Regions from separate parts of the Mus musculus genome. Here all the other regions are linked to region 1. Evidence: chromatin contacts called from public promoter capture Hi-C data. All regions are on one chromosome and are shown on one strand. Each heading gives the region's core, a stretch centred on a gene start, on an enhancer-like site or on the middle of the called end of the contact. The rest is flanking DNA. Distances are from core to core; before and after follow the strand shown.

Region 1 (2,831 bases), core at 124-2,623:
CGCCGAGTTTTTGCCAGTCAAGTGTATAAGAATTAACACTGACTTTAGGAGGCTCCCGAAAATCCCTCTGCACATGAACATTATAGCCACAAAAGGAAGAAGAAAGAAAGAAAGAAAGAAAGAAAGAAAGAAAGAAAGAAAGAAAAGGTAGGATGCTCTCTAAGCTGCAAGCCCGCTAATTTGCATGAAGATGGGTGTGGGAATTTGATTAAAAAAAAAATCTCCACCTTTCACAAGCAAATCACATCAAATCAAACCAATGCACAGTATTTCATCCCCACAGTTAACTATGTCCACCTGTCCAAGTGCAAGCCCTCCTTTCGCTCACCCTGTTGTTTCTCCACATACAGCGCTGGCTTCTGTTCGCAGAGCTTATCTAACTCTAGCTCAGTGCAACTGGCCAAGGAGATTCCAGCAGGATACGGCAGGTCTCAGACCTCACAGACCTGCGTGCTTGTACTCATTCAGTTTGTCCCTACACCTGTGCTGCTACTCCTGTACTTGGAGCCTCAGTAGGATTCCTGAGGGTCACATTTTATCCCCCACTCCCACCCCACCCCCGCAGCCTAGAGGGCAGGAGGGCTTGCCGGGTGGCGAGCGGGCGGGAGGGCGGGCGAGCGAGCGGATGAGCGAGCGCGCACACCACGAGCTCCTACTCTCTCTCGGATGCCCTGGGAAGCTCCGCGGCCACGCTAGGGGCTCAGGCGACCCTGTGTAGGAGCCGTCTCCTTTCCGACAAGGCATGACCGCGTTGCCGCCGGCTGCAGCTTGGCCTCTCAGCAGTGCGTGGCTGCGCTCAGCTCCGCGCTGCGCGCCTCATTGTTCCAATCCGCGTGGCAGTGGCACCTCTGCCGGTGGCCCCGAGGGCAGGCGATCCGAGGCAGCGGGCCTGGTGCTCCGCACACAACCCCGCCTTCCCCGTTCCGATCTACAGCCCGAGCTTACCTGCTGGCTAGGCGCTGGGGAGTTGATCGGCCTCCCGCGAGCGCTCCGGCCCGCAGCTTGCCCCGCGGCCAGCGCAGGCGGGGACGCTCTGGCGACGCAGAGCCTGCCTGTCGTACAGCGATTGCAGACTCCGCTGCGTGGGGCGGCGCGGCTGCCTAAAAAGGCGTGCTAATCCCAGCCGCCACCTTCACCAGCTGAGCGGCTCCAAGGGCTCCCCGAATGGCTTCTGCTCCAAGTACCTGGCACCCGGGCACAGGAATGTCCCGGTGGTGGCCTCTGGAATGCCACCGGCCGCCGGTGGTGGGCAGGGCGGTCTGGGAAGCTGGCCGGGAGGAAGTGAGTCTTTGTGTGCTGGCTTCGAACACACAGCCCTCTGTAGACAGAGCAAAAGCCGGGCTACCTGCGCGCCAGGCAGCTGGGTGGAGTGTGAGAAGCACAGCATCCTCTGGGCCGCTGGCTCCCTTTGTTCAGACTCAGGCCGACTCAAGCCGCCCGCATTCTCACTTTGGCTGCTGCTGAGAAGCGCCCGACAGTGCAGGGACACACTTGGGGACGTGCTGCTTTGAGAGCTTCCCACTTGCCAACTCCATCCATCCATCCAACCCTGGAAAAGGTGATCACATTCTCTCTAGGGCGTAGGGGTGACCAAGAGCGGTGCTGTGGGAGCCGCAGATAGAAAGTATGTGAGTGTGTTCAAGTGCTAATGCCCATTTGTCACTGCAACCCTCCTATTTTTCAAAGGCATCCACAGCGGTCCCTGGTTGTGGGTAAACATGCTTCTCTGAACTTTGCCCCCTTGGATGTGAGTGTTACCTACAAGTTTTCATGCGTAGTTAGAAAAGGACAAGACAAATTCTTCACTGAATGTATTGAATTTGAAGTTCATCTATCTAGTCGAGGTGTTTTGTTTTAGATATTTTAGCTAGTTGTCCAACTTATTCAGAACGCATGGAGTGCCTACTATGTGTTTGGGGCTAGGCATCATGATAGATGAGCAAAACTCAATCTAGAAGTTTACAGACATTTAACAACCGGGAAACTAAACCCACAGAGTAAAATTCATTGTGTGTGGTCAAGTGTACCTGGGCGATGCTTTCTCTGGTTTCCCCAGTTCTGTTAACTGTTTCTGACACTTGGAATTTCTAAGAACTGCCTGAAGGGATGGTCTGTCACTCATTAATTACTGCGTCTTATATATGAGAAATACATACGCTATGGCTAATTCTGTGCTCTGCCCTTTCCCACAATTCACCACGATGGACTCTGCTAGTCACTGAAGTGATGTAAACTGTGACTCTAGGCTTTGTCTTCTGTCTAATGGGTACGTTTGCAAGCACCAGCAAGGTATGCTGCACAAGGTGCTAAAAGTGGATTATACATTCTCTAGTCCTTAAATGTAACAACAAATCAATTCATGTAATAAAAAGCATAGTAGCATCCTTACAATGTTTCACTGCAAAGTAAAAATCCTCAATTTATAACATTTTGGGGGGGGGGTTGAAACAGGGTTTCTCTGTATAGCCCTGGCTGTCCTGGAATTCACTTTGTAGACCAGGCTGGCCTCGAACTCAGAAATCCTCCTGCTTTTGCCTCCTAAGTGCTAGGATTAAAGGTGTGCGCCACCACACCTGGCAATTTATAACATTTCTTACAGACTGTGAATGTTTTTTATCCCATATTGCTATTTTTCAAAAGTACTTCAAAGATGATGCCTTCATGCCTACCTTAAAAACAAAACAAAAACAAAAAACAAAACAAAACAAAACCAAAACACTAGGTGTTCCAAGACAACAATGGACTTTGTGCCTGTAGAAAATTTACCCAGCTTAAAACAAATATGCAAATTGCTGTCATAGAAATGTAAGTTAACTTAGTTTACTATTTAT
Region 2 (2,831 bases), core at 111-2,610, 500 kb before region 1:
GGTGCTTGGGCAAGCATCTTGAAGGAGTCAAAGGAACCACGGTCTTCAGTTATCAGTCTCATGGGTATCAGTCTCATGGCCAGTGTGTGCTCACTATGAGGTATCTATCCTGTGTCCTTCTAGCCAACATTGCTAAATTATCTTTCTGCTGACTGTCTCATTCTCCACCTATAGTGTATCAGAGCTGTATATCATCTGAAAAAACTTGCTTAACATGAGCCATCATGTTATGCAAGACATAGTGACCCCAAACTTTCTATTTTTGTCTTCTCCTCCCAGGTTCTCACCCTGGTCACCTCCCCTTTGGGGGCCAGAATAGTTGGTGTTTGGGTTCATAGACCAAGCTGGTTTAAACTTTTTTTTTTTTTGTGAGACAGGATTGCTTTGTGTATCCCTCCCTGGCTGTCCTGGAACTACTCTTTATACTAGGCTTAAACTTTTGATGTCCTGACTCCATTTCCCAAGTGCTGGCATGATGAGCCAGTGCAACCACTAAAGGCTGGGAATGTGTGTTTTGGCTACCAGTGTTTAACTGAGAGAAGTGTGAGCAATTTAGATGAGTCTTTTTAAAAAATGGTTGATGCCCGGTGAATATCAACCAGGAGGTTTAAATTTGACCTGGATAGTCTGGGTGCCCTTTTGGCTGTGAGGCAGGTGGATCACTCCACTTGAGGTTGTTTAGTGATCTGTGTATGCTAGAGACCTTGTGCCTAGATTAAATAGCCTCCTGGGTGCAGCAGAGCAGGGACGACTGCAGTCCTGCTGTTAGGAAACATTATATAGTAAGGTGAAGTAGCTTTGGCAGATCGAGCCGAAGTGTGTCCTGAGAAATTACGCCATGCATCTGGTGTAAAAAAACTTTATTGGGGGTGGGGGTTGGGGGACTGAGGTCCTGGGGAAGGGACAGAGGCAGAGAAGTGGACATGACAGACAGAGAGAGAAAGAAGCGCACACGGGGAACAGAGAGACGGCCTGCTGAGTAGGGAGAGAGCTCCGGTGGCTTAGGTGGATACATTCATCCTGAAACAGACCGGGCGCGCCTGGTGGCATCAGCAAATGATGGCATCTGATGACAGAAGTCTCTGCTAGGTCCCCGAGAGTAGGTTTGTGGACCTGCCTGTACGCTAACAGGCGCAAGTTCTGTGGCGATATGTCCCTGTCTCTCCGCGTCTGGGACAGTTCTGTGCCTGAGCGGAGACCAGGACTGGGAACCACTGTGCTGTGACACTTCACAGCCCTCGGTGTCTAGGGGAGCTGTCACTCATTCCTCACTAGCCAATCACGGCCGCATGGATCCGCTAGCCAGAATGGGGAGAGCACTTCCGTTCCCTAATACTAAAGGTTCGGGCTCGGGTCTGAGGGAGGCTCTTGTGGTTCTGTGTCCTGGTCTGCCACCCGCTGCCGGGAGCTGTGAGGAGAGCGGGGCGAGCTCGGTCTCCACGCCATGGTGAGCGGGGCCGCCGTCCCCACGCGGGGAGGAGCCGCGGGAGACTGTGTTGGGTTCCTCCCGGGGTGCGGGAACCGGCGGTCAGACTCGCCGCCCGGCGTGATTGCGTTTGTTCACCTGAGGTCCCTGCACCTCCGGAGCGGAAGCGCGACGTCTGACTTCGATCCCGGGCTGCGCCTGCGCAGAGTGTGGGGCGCGGGTCCTGGAGTGAAAACATCCTTGTTGCTGACGTCACCATGCAGTGAGCGCCTCAGCTGCTTTTCCTGTGTCCAGGGAAGGCAGATATGCTGACATGGAGAACCCTAGTTTCTCCGGTGTCTTCTACAAGTTCTGCACTTGGCACTTGATGTTCAGGAGTAGGATCCGTCCGCAGTTAGCTCTGTGCAGATGCAAAGTGTTTGCCATCGACACAGACTTGTAGATGCCTTGACCGTCCAGTAACGTGTGTTAGTAAGGCCAGGCTCACTGGGTTTCCTGGTCTCTTTCATCAACATTTACTCTATTTTACTTGTGTATTTTTTTTTTTTTCTGTCTAAGTTTGTTCTCATGTTCTGTTGATCTCTATTCTTTCCCAGGAAGTACTGTGCAGGCAGGTTTTTCCGGTTCCCTGAGAGAACTGGGTGGGGAGGGAAACAAGGGATAATACAGAGAAAAGATACATACTTAGATCTGAGTTTGGTCAGGCAGTGGTGGCGCACGCCTTTAATCCCAGCACTTGGGAGGCAGAGGCAGGTGGATTTCTGAGTTCGAGGCCAGCCTGGTCTACAGAGTGAGGTCCAGGACAGCCAGGGCTACACAGAGAATCCCTGTCTTGAAAAAGCCAAAACCAAACCAAACAAAAGAACAACAACAAACAGAAAAAACATAACAAAAAACCCCTGAGTTTGCAGGCCTCCAATTGTTTAATCTCTACTTAGACAAGGTAAGGAAGGTTATATTAAGAAAACCTGTATCCCAGCCAAAGGAGTTGTCTCTTCCCTATTTGGAAGAAATATTTTCTATCTTTTGTCTATCTGTCTGCTTATTTTTTTTTCTTGCTGTTTATATTTTCTTTCTTTATTGCAGCTGTTTGAGGTTTTGATGTCAGGTTATCGCTGTGTTTAGTATATGTCCAGTTTTGTGTGTTGATTATTTTTTTCATTCTTGGTTACTTATTTTCATCAGTTTCCTTTGGTATCAAAAATGGTGACACTTTTTATTGGGCATTTGTTGAATTTATAGCTCAAATTCTGCATTGTGATATTTTAGCATACTAGCCAAGATGGCAGCATACTACACAGTTGCTTTCTACTCAAGGTTAGGTCATTTCCTGCTAAGGTGAGGCCATCTTCCATCTTCTCAAAGGTTAAATGTAAAGTGCTACAGCCTTTTCCTTAGAAATACC
Region 3 (2,831 bases), core at 153-2,652, 400 kb after region 1:
ATGACCATCTTGATGTAAAAGCATGAGATAGTTTAATGACGGAGCTCTGGGCCAACACATATCTCTCGCAGGAGACAGAGGTGTTGACCACATGGTGGAGCCATAATGGCAGAGCTCCGGTTTGAAACATATCTCACGCAGGAGACAGAGGTGTTGACCACATGGTGGAGCCATAATGGCAGAGCTCCGGTTTGAAACATATCTCACGCAGGAGACAGTGGTTTCAACCCTGACGCTTGGAAGTTAGGGGTTTTTATAGAAAAGGGGTGGGGCTGGGGGGAGGAATTGGCGCGGTTTCACATGATTGGTCCATTTAAACATTAACAGACTGTCAGAAGGGCGGAAGATAGGGAGGCACTAGGCCAGTCAGGACATGTAACGACGGGCCTGCCCGGGCATGTCCTGGCCTGTTCTGCTATGTTCTCAGCGCCAGGTTTCAAAGCTCACAAACAACTCTTTGGGCTATTTGACATACATTACATGAATCACAGGTCTCAAGTTTTATTTCCTTTCACTATAAGAAGAAAATCATGGATGTGTGTGTGGAAGAGTAAAATATTATTTCATATTGTGGAAATAAAAGAGATTGACAATGAGGCTGGAGTTCCAGTATGTCCCTCAATACTGGATATGTACCCAATGACATGACCTGCTAATAATCACTACATTTTAAATGTTCCACCACCTCCTCATGACAACATAGACTGAATATCAATCCTTCAACACATGGGTCTATGGTCTTGCTTATTAAACACATAGCATTAATTAGAATCATCATTATAATTAACAAATAATTCCTTCTATTAAGACTAATTTTCATATACTTGAGAGTTGCTTGCTCATGTACCTTATATGTCCTCACCCTTAGTTGTTTTCCATGGATAGTGGAACATAACGTTAATGTGTTGGATATACAATAAAACACAGCACCCAGTGGATTGCCAATATGTGTTAATAAAGCTGCCACACCCACTCCAGTAGTGATCCACGTGACAGGCCCAAAAGCCTGGATGCAGCCCTGAGGCGAAAAGTTCACAGAAACTTAGTCTCCTGGAACCGTGGCATCCTGTAATAATGAATGCTCCAAATCTGTCCTTGCTTTAGTCGGGTGTATGGATCTGTGTGCTTTCCCTCAATATTGTTTATTATAAGAGCCTCTAAGGATTGATTTTGACATGTAGCTAAATTAGATTAGCCTCCATCAGTGTTCCAATGTCCTAGGCAGTCCTTGAGCAGTCCCTGAGCTTGGAATTCAGTAAGAAGGTTAACTATTCAGTAACATTCAGATTTACCTCTAGTATTGTAAGAAACAGTGAAAGTAATCAGGTATTACAATTCACTAGAATAGAGCAAGTAATCTCAGGGCTAGTCTACATACTACTTAGAACAATAGATAGCTGAGTCACTCCCATACACAGGAATTTACAATGGCCTAGGAAGAAGGTAGGTTCTGGTCTAAGAAGGAACTAGAGTAAATACTTAGAACTATAGATAGCCAAGTCACTCCCATACACAGGAATTTACAATGGCCTAGGGGGAAGGTGGACTATACAATAGACTAGAATCGGAACTATGTCAAGGGCATGAAGCCCTTGCCCCTGGCTTCTAAGAATAAACTGACCTTAGGTGGGGCTGCTTTTGATCCTAGTTGTTAACATTGATTTTATCCCAGTTGGTTCCTGTTAGCTTTTAAGTACGCATTCCTCTGTTTTGTTGTCAAAGTAATTTTGCATCAAATAACTTCAATGTACCTTGGGTGGCCTTAATGTATCACTTAATTTCTTTGTTTCCTGTAATATATAAGACTGATGCTCACTTTGACAAATTACATTCAGATACCACACTCCCTTGTGTCTGTATCTGTTTGTCACCCTTTTATTGCCGACTCCTTCCTACCTGTAACCGGAACCCTGATTTCTCCCACGGATTGAGGGGGGCCAACTGAGGTCGGTCTGTGGCATAAAGCAATAAAATACATGTATTAATGCAACTGTTTTAAATTGGAAGATTGGGGTTATGCAGATTGGGAGACAGCATGTGTGTCCTCACATTTGAACCTAGGTTCTCTACAAATGCAGCCAATGCCATTAACTGCTGATCCATCTCTCCAGCCCTGAACCCCATTATTGTTGATCCATTATAGATTTTTTGTAGTTTTATTTATAGTTTGGGGACCATAGAACATGAAGATGGACAGCTGGACATCTTGGTTAACTACTGTTGACTTCAAAATGTGCTTCTCTGTAATGTATGTGCCAGTTTTAAGACAGATATTATAGGAAAATGCATATGAGATTAACCCTGAAATACTCCTTTTATAAAGGAATAAATATAGAGAGGAAACTAACATTAGGAAAACAAACATCTGGCCACTGCCAATACAACTTTCCAATGCCCCATGTAAACCTAGGAATATTTTCATTAAAAAAAGAGGTTGGAATATGACACTCAGCCCAATCAAAGGTTGTCACAGTTGTCTGCAGTCTGCAGCCCTTACTTATATACTTCCAAAAGCCTTGCTTCCTTCATTCTTCTAAAATCTACCACTCAGCTCCGTTTCTTAGAAGCCCATTCTCTGCTAGACTATACATACACTTCAACTACATTGTCCTGTTAGGGTATCCTGATGTGTATGTGTGCATTGATGTTTCTTACATTTTTTTTCTTAGTAATCTGTATGTTGACTAGTTTATAGAACAAAATTATTGAAAATTTCAAATTAATAGCAAAAAATTAAATTTTCTTGAGGTAGACTGCTCCTGAACTTATCACATTGTCCACCTTCATTTGTACAAATGGAATGTTGAAATTAGTGGGCAGTGGCTTTTGAA
Region 4 (2,831 bases), core at 233-2,732, 350 kb after region 1:
ACAAGGAAGTTGAAGGTCACAAGAGAACAATGAGAGAGACAGAAAGAGAGAGAGAGAGAGAGAGAGAGAGAGAGAGAGAGAGAGAGAGAGAGAGAGTAGGTTGTACAGTAGTTAGGTTTTCTGTGATAATTCTTAGGTTACATATTATTACTAGTAATTTACATAACCAATAAACTCCAAGTTGTGGTCACGGTAGTGGTGTCACAGCATCTTTGAGACTCAAGGTTAGGACGAGAAATAATGTTTAGACAAATTGTAATGAAAAGGCTTACCTAAACTCACACATCTTAAGAGTCTAACTCCTTCATATCAACATGGCAGCATAGACAAACTCGAGGTAAAGCAACAGAGTTCTCTTTACTTCTCATTTCGGTGGAGATTATGAATCACCAGCCAAGCAAGAAAGTCACAGGGAAGCAAGTCACTCTCACCTCAGTCTGAGTGAGGCATTCATAGACTAGATAGGCAGACTGACAGACCCTGTTTGTATTATAAGCCTTTTTCCTTCTGGAATTGCTTTCACCATGTCCTAATCTTGATTTTTGTAAATATATTATACAAACTGACATATGAGAATATATCTGTGGAAACTCATGTCTTTTTCTATCTTGTTCGTTATCAGGAAGCACTGGCTGCTGCTTTCCTCCCATAATGTATTTTCTGCATCAAAGCCATTAAGTCACACTCCTGAGGGTCTGAAAAAACAATCTACCTTGATAAGAAAGCCTAAATAATTGACTTCTTTTGGAGCAAAAGCAGTGGAGTGCATTCTAATACATATTTTATATCTTAGTTTAATCCATCTTCTGATGATGTAAGCCTTTAATCCCCAGCCCCCTCTTGTTTAGAGAAAGCTTGTAGAAGGACTTCCAAATCAGGATTATACTGCCTAATGCTAAAAACTCTCATAGCAGTTAGGTATTTGCATCATGAAAGAACTGGGTTGTGCTAAATACTTAGTAACAGAAAGATTGTAGTGATTTGAGCCACATTTCATTGGATGGTTACATAGAAGATCAGTTTCTGCTTGGAGGCTCCACTTGCAATTTTTTTTAAAGCTTTAAACATGGGGATTAATGTGACAGTTTGCACTATTTCAGCATCTAGCATTTAATTTTTCCAAATTAAACAAAATGTCAGGAGAGACTGTGTCCTAATTGTTAGGGCCTGCTCTGTGTCACAAGTTAAGTATTATCTACAGAGTCTCAAACTGAACTTCTTCTAGCATTCTATCAAGAAGAGAAGCTAATTTCACAGTACTAACTTGAAATATTCATGGTTCTGTTGTTTGGAATTATTCAACAAGAAACATCTGGCCCTCTCATAAAACCATCAGTTTCCAATAACGTTCCAGCCTCAATTGTGCTGGCTGCATCAGCATTCCATTTAATGATTAATATGATGGACAAGTTTCATACTATTCAGTGCCAGTTTTCAGGAGCAGTTTCACATGATCTCTGTCCTCAATGTGTCTAGTGTTGCATATTTGGGGGTCTCTTTTTCTCCCAAGAGGTTTCTCTCTTCTTTTGGTGAAGCTGACAGCAACGTGTGAGCCTTATGATTCTAGCATCTGCATTAAATTACCCAATTCTGCATGAAGCTGTTTCAAGGGCTTCCTGTAAAGCCTTTCTTGTTTGAGTGCTGTTTTCATAGATTGTTATTGTTATTATTATTGTGCAGCTATAAAAGTGAATCTATGGTGGATTTCAATCTAATACAATGGCAATAGAAGCTAAATGCACCAATTATGTTACAGTTTGATAAGCCAATCATTATTCTGTGAAAAAAATGAGATCTGCTGAAACTATCAAAAAGTAAGCCACATGGCTTATGTGCATGATGAGGAATTTTAAAACATTAAGAGCGTATTTGGCATATTTCTTACTTGTCAAATCCATCAGAACTTTACTGAGTTATTTTAAAGAATATAAAGAAAGAAAGTCACATAATGTGGGAAGATGAAGAAAAACTCTGAGGAAAATGTTGCAGTTGCTAAGCAGTAGCTACAGCCAAGCAAAAGCATGGGTCTTAAATTCCTTTTAAGGTTATCTGTACATAACAACTGGAGAGAAGAAAATGTAGATTCCATCTTAACAAATGTGGAAGGTGTTTTGAGACAGAGTAATAGAAAGTAATCCAGACTGGCCTGGCAGCTATCCTCCTGCCTCCACTCTTGGGTATTAGTATTACAGATATAGGTCACCACAGAGAGCGCGGGGTTCTTTTAAGAGAAAACATTTGTTTTTCACAATTGGCTTTATGCATCCACTGTGAATTTAAGTGTTGTGAAATAAACATATGTAAATATGCATATCTTATTCAGAGATTAAACTCTCATAAAATAATGGTTTCAATTAAATATAGCAGCCTAGATCCCAAGGTATTTCACCCGGGCTAATTGAAACAATTTGGCATTTCTAATCTTTGGTATGAATTAAATAAAAGGGGTGATAGTTATAATATCATCATCTAATTTAAGGAACACTTTCTGCATAGTCATTATAATAAATATGTAAATATAAAGGCAATTACAGCAATAAATTCAGGCCATAAATGTGAGCATGAATTTATAGGGAGAGCCTGGAATAATTCACAGTGGAGTACCTAGTTTAGCCTTAAAGGTTGGTATCAACTCTAAGAAGAAGAAGCTATGGGGTTATGTTACCTTACAGACAAGATTCTGTTAAAGACTCATCCCCAACCAAGGTTTGTATTCTCAGCTGATATCTTAGGAGGTAGACCTCTTTTCTGACTTTGCCCAGTTAGAATCCTCAGATGCTAATTTGAGGAACATGGATGGCTTGAGAACTGACCCTCTTGGCTGGTCCCAG
Region 5 (2,831 bases), core at 223-2,722, 270 kb before region 1:
ACAGTGGGAGTTTTCTGCCGAAGAACCAGTGGGTTGATACAAAGACTATCTGTCAGAAATAAAAAGCAAAATATAATTTCTAATATAAAAATAGAGAGGAGTTGATTAACATTTCTATTAGACCACTGTGGGTAGTATTAGGAAGTTTTAATATGGATGACACTAGCATAGATAAGCAGACATAAATAACAAACTAAAGAAGTACATTTTGATTTTAAGTCTCCTTTTAGTCTAATATACTCACTTCAAAATTCGTCCCATTTATATCATTTTAATGGGAACGTAAGTAGCAATGCCAATTTATTTGGTTTTCTTCACATATTCGATTCCATTGTGCCAAATTCTGACTTCATGTTATAGGTGGAATGTGCCCCAATCACACTGAATTTCTTTAACTCAATTACATGGAAATCACGTACATGGAAATATTCTTCTCAGTCATGGGAAAGATACCTTTAACTGATTTTTTTCTATTGATAGAACAATGGAGATCATTTCCATCCTACCATAAATGCATACAATCCCATCATTTTTGTCAATGCACTCAGTCTTTGATGAACTTTGATGAACTTAAGGGAGAAAGATTAACAGTTACAATTAACATAGGCAGTGCCATTAATGTTGCATGTAGTTTAAAAGAATGAACAAAAGACCTTCATTTTCATCAATGGAATTTCAAAACTTTCCCCACTTCCTGAAAAAAGTGGGTGGGTAAAATGAATAGATGTAGACTCAATTTAAACTAATAGTGGAACATTTTGTGAAAGATAAAAAAGTTATTCTGTGTTTAAAAATGCCTTTTAACCCGATACAAAGGGTTCCCAAATAACTCCAAATAATCGTGATAAACTTTTAAAGCCTACACACTTTTTAAAATTTAATTTTTAATTAATTTTTTTACACTCGATATAAGCCTACATACTCTTGTTCAGCTTTCTATATTCTGAAATTAATCATTACAAAGTTTCTAAACTCATGACAATTTTTCATCACTCAAAAATATAGTAAAGAACGATAAATCTTCAGACTAACAAAGGATTGTTGGTATTTTTCAACTTGCCTGGCAATAGCATAATAGCCCTAAATTGCGATTAAAAAAACAACAAAACAACATTGTTATCTTCGTCTATTTACATCGTGTAAAAGTGCATTTGGGTGCTTAACTTAGATTAACAAAGGGTTTTGCCTCTGATCCATTTATTCAACAAAATAGAATTTGGAGTCTCACTCGGAATAGGGTTCCAATTGGCTACAGGATTTAGGACTCTTTCAAGCCAGTTACTATCCTTTGAACAGTGTGTTCTCCCCCCCCCCCCCCCCCCCCCGCTAGTCCCCAGAAAAATCCATTAGGGGCGTGGAAAGAGGAGCAGCAGGCTTCCTACTCTGCAGGGACCAACTGGGAGGAGCTTGGCCGAGGCCCCGCCTGCCTTTCGCTTTTGTTATGGGAAGCACGAGCAAAAAGCGGGCGGAATGGTTGGAGTGCGCATGCGTGTGTCCCACGGCTCCGGAAGTCGAAGTCGCGTCTCTGCAGGTTGAAAAAGTTGCCGGGATCCTCGGTGTTCTGTGAGGTACTGAACGCTAGGGTGTTGGAGTTCTTGGTGTAATCGCTGGAGGTCGGGCCCTGGATGATATGAGGGGTCGTTTGCAACCACATTTGGGGTAGTTGTAGAGAAAGTGCGCTATGCGTTGGCGGCAGCGATAACCCGCTGTGTTCGGCATCCTCTCTCTCAGGGAGACCTCAAGCTTCAGGGGTGTGTGTGTGTGTCTGTGTGTGTGCGCTATGCGTTGGCGGCAGCGATAACCCGCTGTGTGTGTGTGTGTGTGTGTGTGTTATTGGGAGCCTCAGAGGCTTCAGGTACTTGCCCAGGTGACAAGTGTCAGAAGAAAAGCATGAACCTGGTGCACAGTGAACAGAGAGAGCGCTAGGATTAAAGGAACGGGCTACTACTATGCCGTGCAACAGGTCGGAAAACTGGCTTTTAAAAGTATTTTGATTCAAGCTGATACTTCCTGCTGAGGACACAAAAAGCATCGTTTTGCCAAAGTATAATTTGTTTTCAGTTTTTTTTTTTTTTGTTTTTTGCTTTCTTTAGTAATATTGAAGAGTATTAATGTAGGATCTACTTTTAATCTGTTTTTTTTCTTTGAAAAGTGGATAGTGACTTTATTAGTATGAGGTTCATATGAGTTTTAATCTGTTGTTTAAGAAATACCCATATGGTTGTTTACCAAGAGTCCATGGTGTGTGTGAGACAGAAAGTTTTAATATGAAAGCCAAAAGAGAAGTTGAAAGGAACTGTTATAAAACACTATCATGCCTGTACTTTTGACTAGGTAATTATTTTCCGAAGTTGACAGTGGGGCAGAGACTAAACTGAACTTTTTGTTTTGTATTGACTTGCCCTCATTGTCCTAGTTTATGAGTTTTTCATTTCACATTAAGAATTTTTTCTTTCTTAAATTGTAATTGGTTTCTAAAACAACATTTTATTTTGCTGAGAGATTGTATTACCGGGTTGAGAAAAAACACTTTGGGAAATTAATGAACTTCACTTTCTGTATCTTCAATAAGACTTAAGTTATGAATCTTACATATTTTTTTCCTCAGATTTTCCCCAGATGACTTAATATTTATTAGAACATGCTATATTGAATTCCTAAAAGTATGGTCCAAGTGAAATTCAGAGAAAGGTTCTCTAAAGATTAAGAAAGGGAATCGAATATCCTGACTGCCTGACACATCCCATAGTTCAGTATGAGTATATTAGGAGTACTGTGCCAGTGCAAGTTTTTAAAGGCAAGTGAGCATGCTTGCTGAAGATTGCTGTAAT

What was found. Promoter capture Hi-C pulls out the DNA fragments that hold promoters and counts their contacts.
Region 2: a contact with region 1 is called in a promoter capture Hi-C map of embryonic stem cells, with 3 times the contacts expected there. The contact joins the promoter of Zfp119b here to the promoter of St6gal2 in region 1. A contact is called at or near these places in 2 of 39 promoter capture datasets (both in embryonic stem cells), 1 of 484 Hi-C or Micro-C datasets (embryonic stem cells) and 2 of 115 datasets of contacts at active chromatin or transcription factors (astrocytes and embryonic stem cells).
Region 3: a contact with region 1 is called in a promoter capture Hi-C map of trophoblast stem cells, with 4 times the contacts expected there. The contact joins the enhancer-like site here to the promoter of St6gal2 in region 1. A contact is called at or near these places in 9 of 39 promoter capture datasets (HPC-7-derived erythroid cells, cranial neural crest, embryonic stem cells and 5 more), 3 of 115 datasets of contacts at active chromatin or transcription factors (forebrain, neural progenitor cells and stem cell-derived neural progenitor cells) and 1 of 9 other capture datasets (pancreatic islet).
Region 4: a contact with region 1 is called in a promoter capture Hi-C map of second pharyngeal arch cranial neural crest, with 4 times the contacts expected there. The contact joins the enhancer-like site here to the promoter of St6gal2 in region 1. A contact is called at or near these places in 7 of 39 promoter capture datasets (the HPC-7 cell line, cranial neural crest, embryonic stem cells and 4 more), 6 of 484 Hi-C or Micro-C datasets (cerebral cortex, cortical neurons and forebrain) and 2 of 115 datasets of contacts at active chromatin or transcription factors (VIP interneurons and neural progenitor cells).
Region 5: a contact with region 1 is called in a promoter capture Hi-C map of embryonic stem cells, with 3 times the contacts expected there. The contact joins the promoter of Pot1b here to the promoter of St6gal2 in region 1. A contact is called at or near these places in 4 of 39 promoter capture datasets (cranial neural crest, embryonic stem cells, hippocampal neurons and 1 more) and 1 of 115 datasets of contacts at active chromatin or transcription factors (embryonic stem cells).

The regions. Positions count from the first base shown.
Region 1 is chr17:55,443,924-55,446,754 of GRCm38.p6, reverse strand. St6gal2 (beta galactoside alpha 2,6 sialyltransferase 2) reads right to left here and starts at 1,373. Exons shown (of 6, transcript NM_001347403.1): 1 at 946-1,373.
Region 2 is chr17:55,943,788-55,946,618 of GRCm38.p6, reverse strand. Zfp119b (zinc finger protein 119b) reads left to right here and starts at 1,360. Exons shown (of 4, transcript NM_146249.4): 1 at 1,360-1,447. The coding sequence starts at 1,445.
Region 3 is chr17:55,039,007-55,041,837 of GRCm38.p6, reverse strand. No RefSeq gene overlaps it. Among named protein-coding and RNA genes, the nearest start is that of Gm32055, 190 kb to the right of the region's middle. Within about 2 kb of position 1,402, at least 7 of the 459 cell types and tissues checked have an H3K27ac peak or open chromatin away from gene starts, as enhancers often do. A contact at or near this core is called in trophoblast stem cells, where this site is marked.
Region 4 is chr17:55,089,397-55,092,227 of GRCm38.p6, reverse strand. No RefSeq gene overlaps it. Among named protein-coding and RNA genes, the nearest start is that of Gm32055, 240 kb to the right of the region's middle. Within about 2 kb of position 1,482, at least 5 of the 459 cell types and tissues checked have an H3K27ac peak or open chromatin away from gene starts, as enhancers often do. A contact at or near this core is called in second pharyngeal arch cranial neural crest, where this site is marked.
Region 5 is chr17:55,711,277-55,714,107 of GRCm38.p6, reverse strand. It overlaps Pot1b (protection of telomeres 1B), which reads left to right and starts at 1,472. Exons shown (of 17, transcript NM_028370.2): 1 at 1,472-1,568.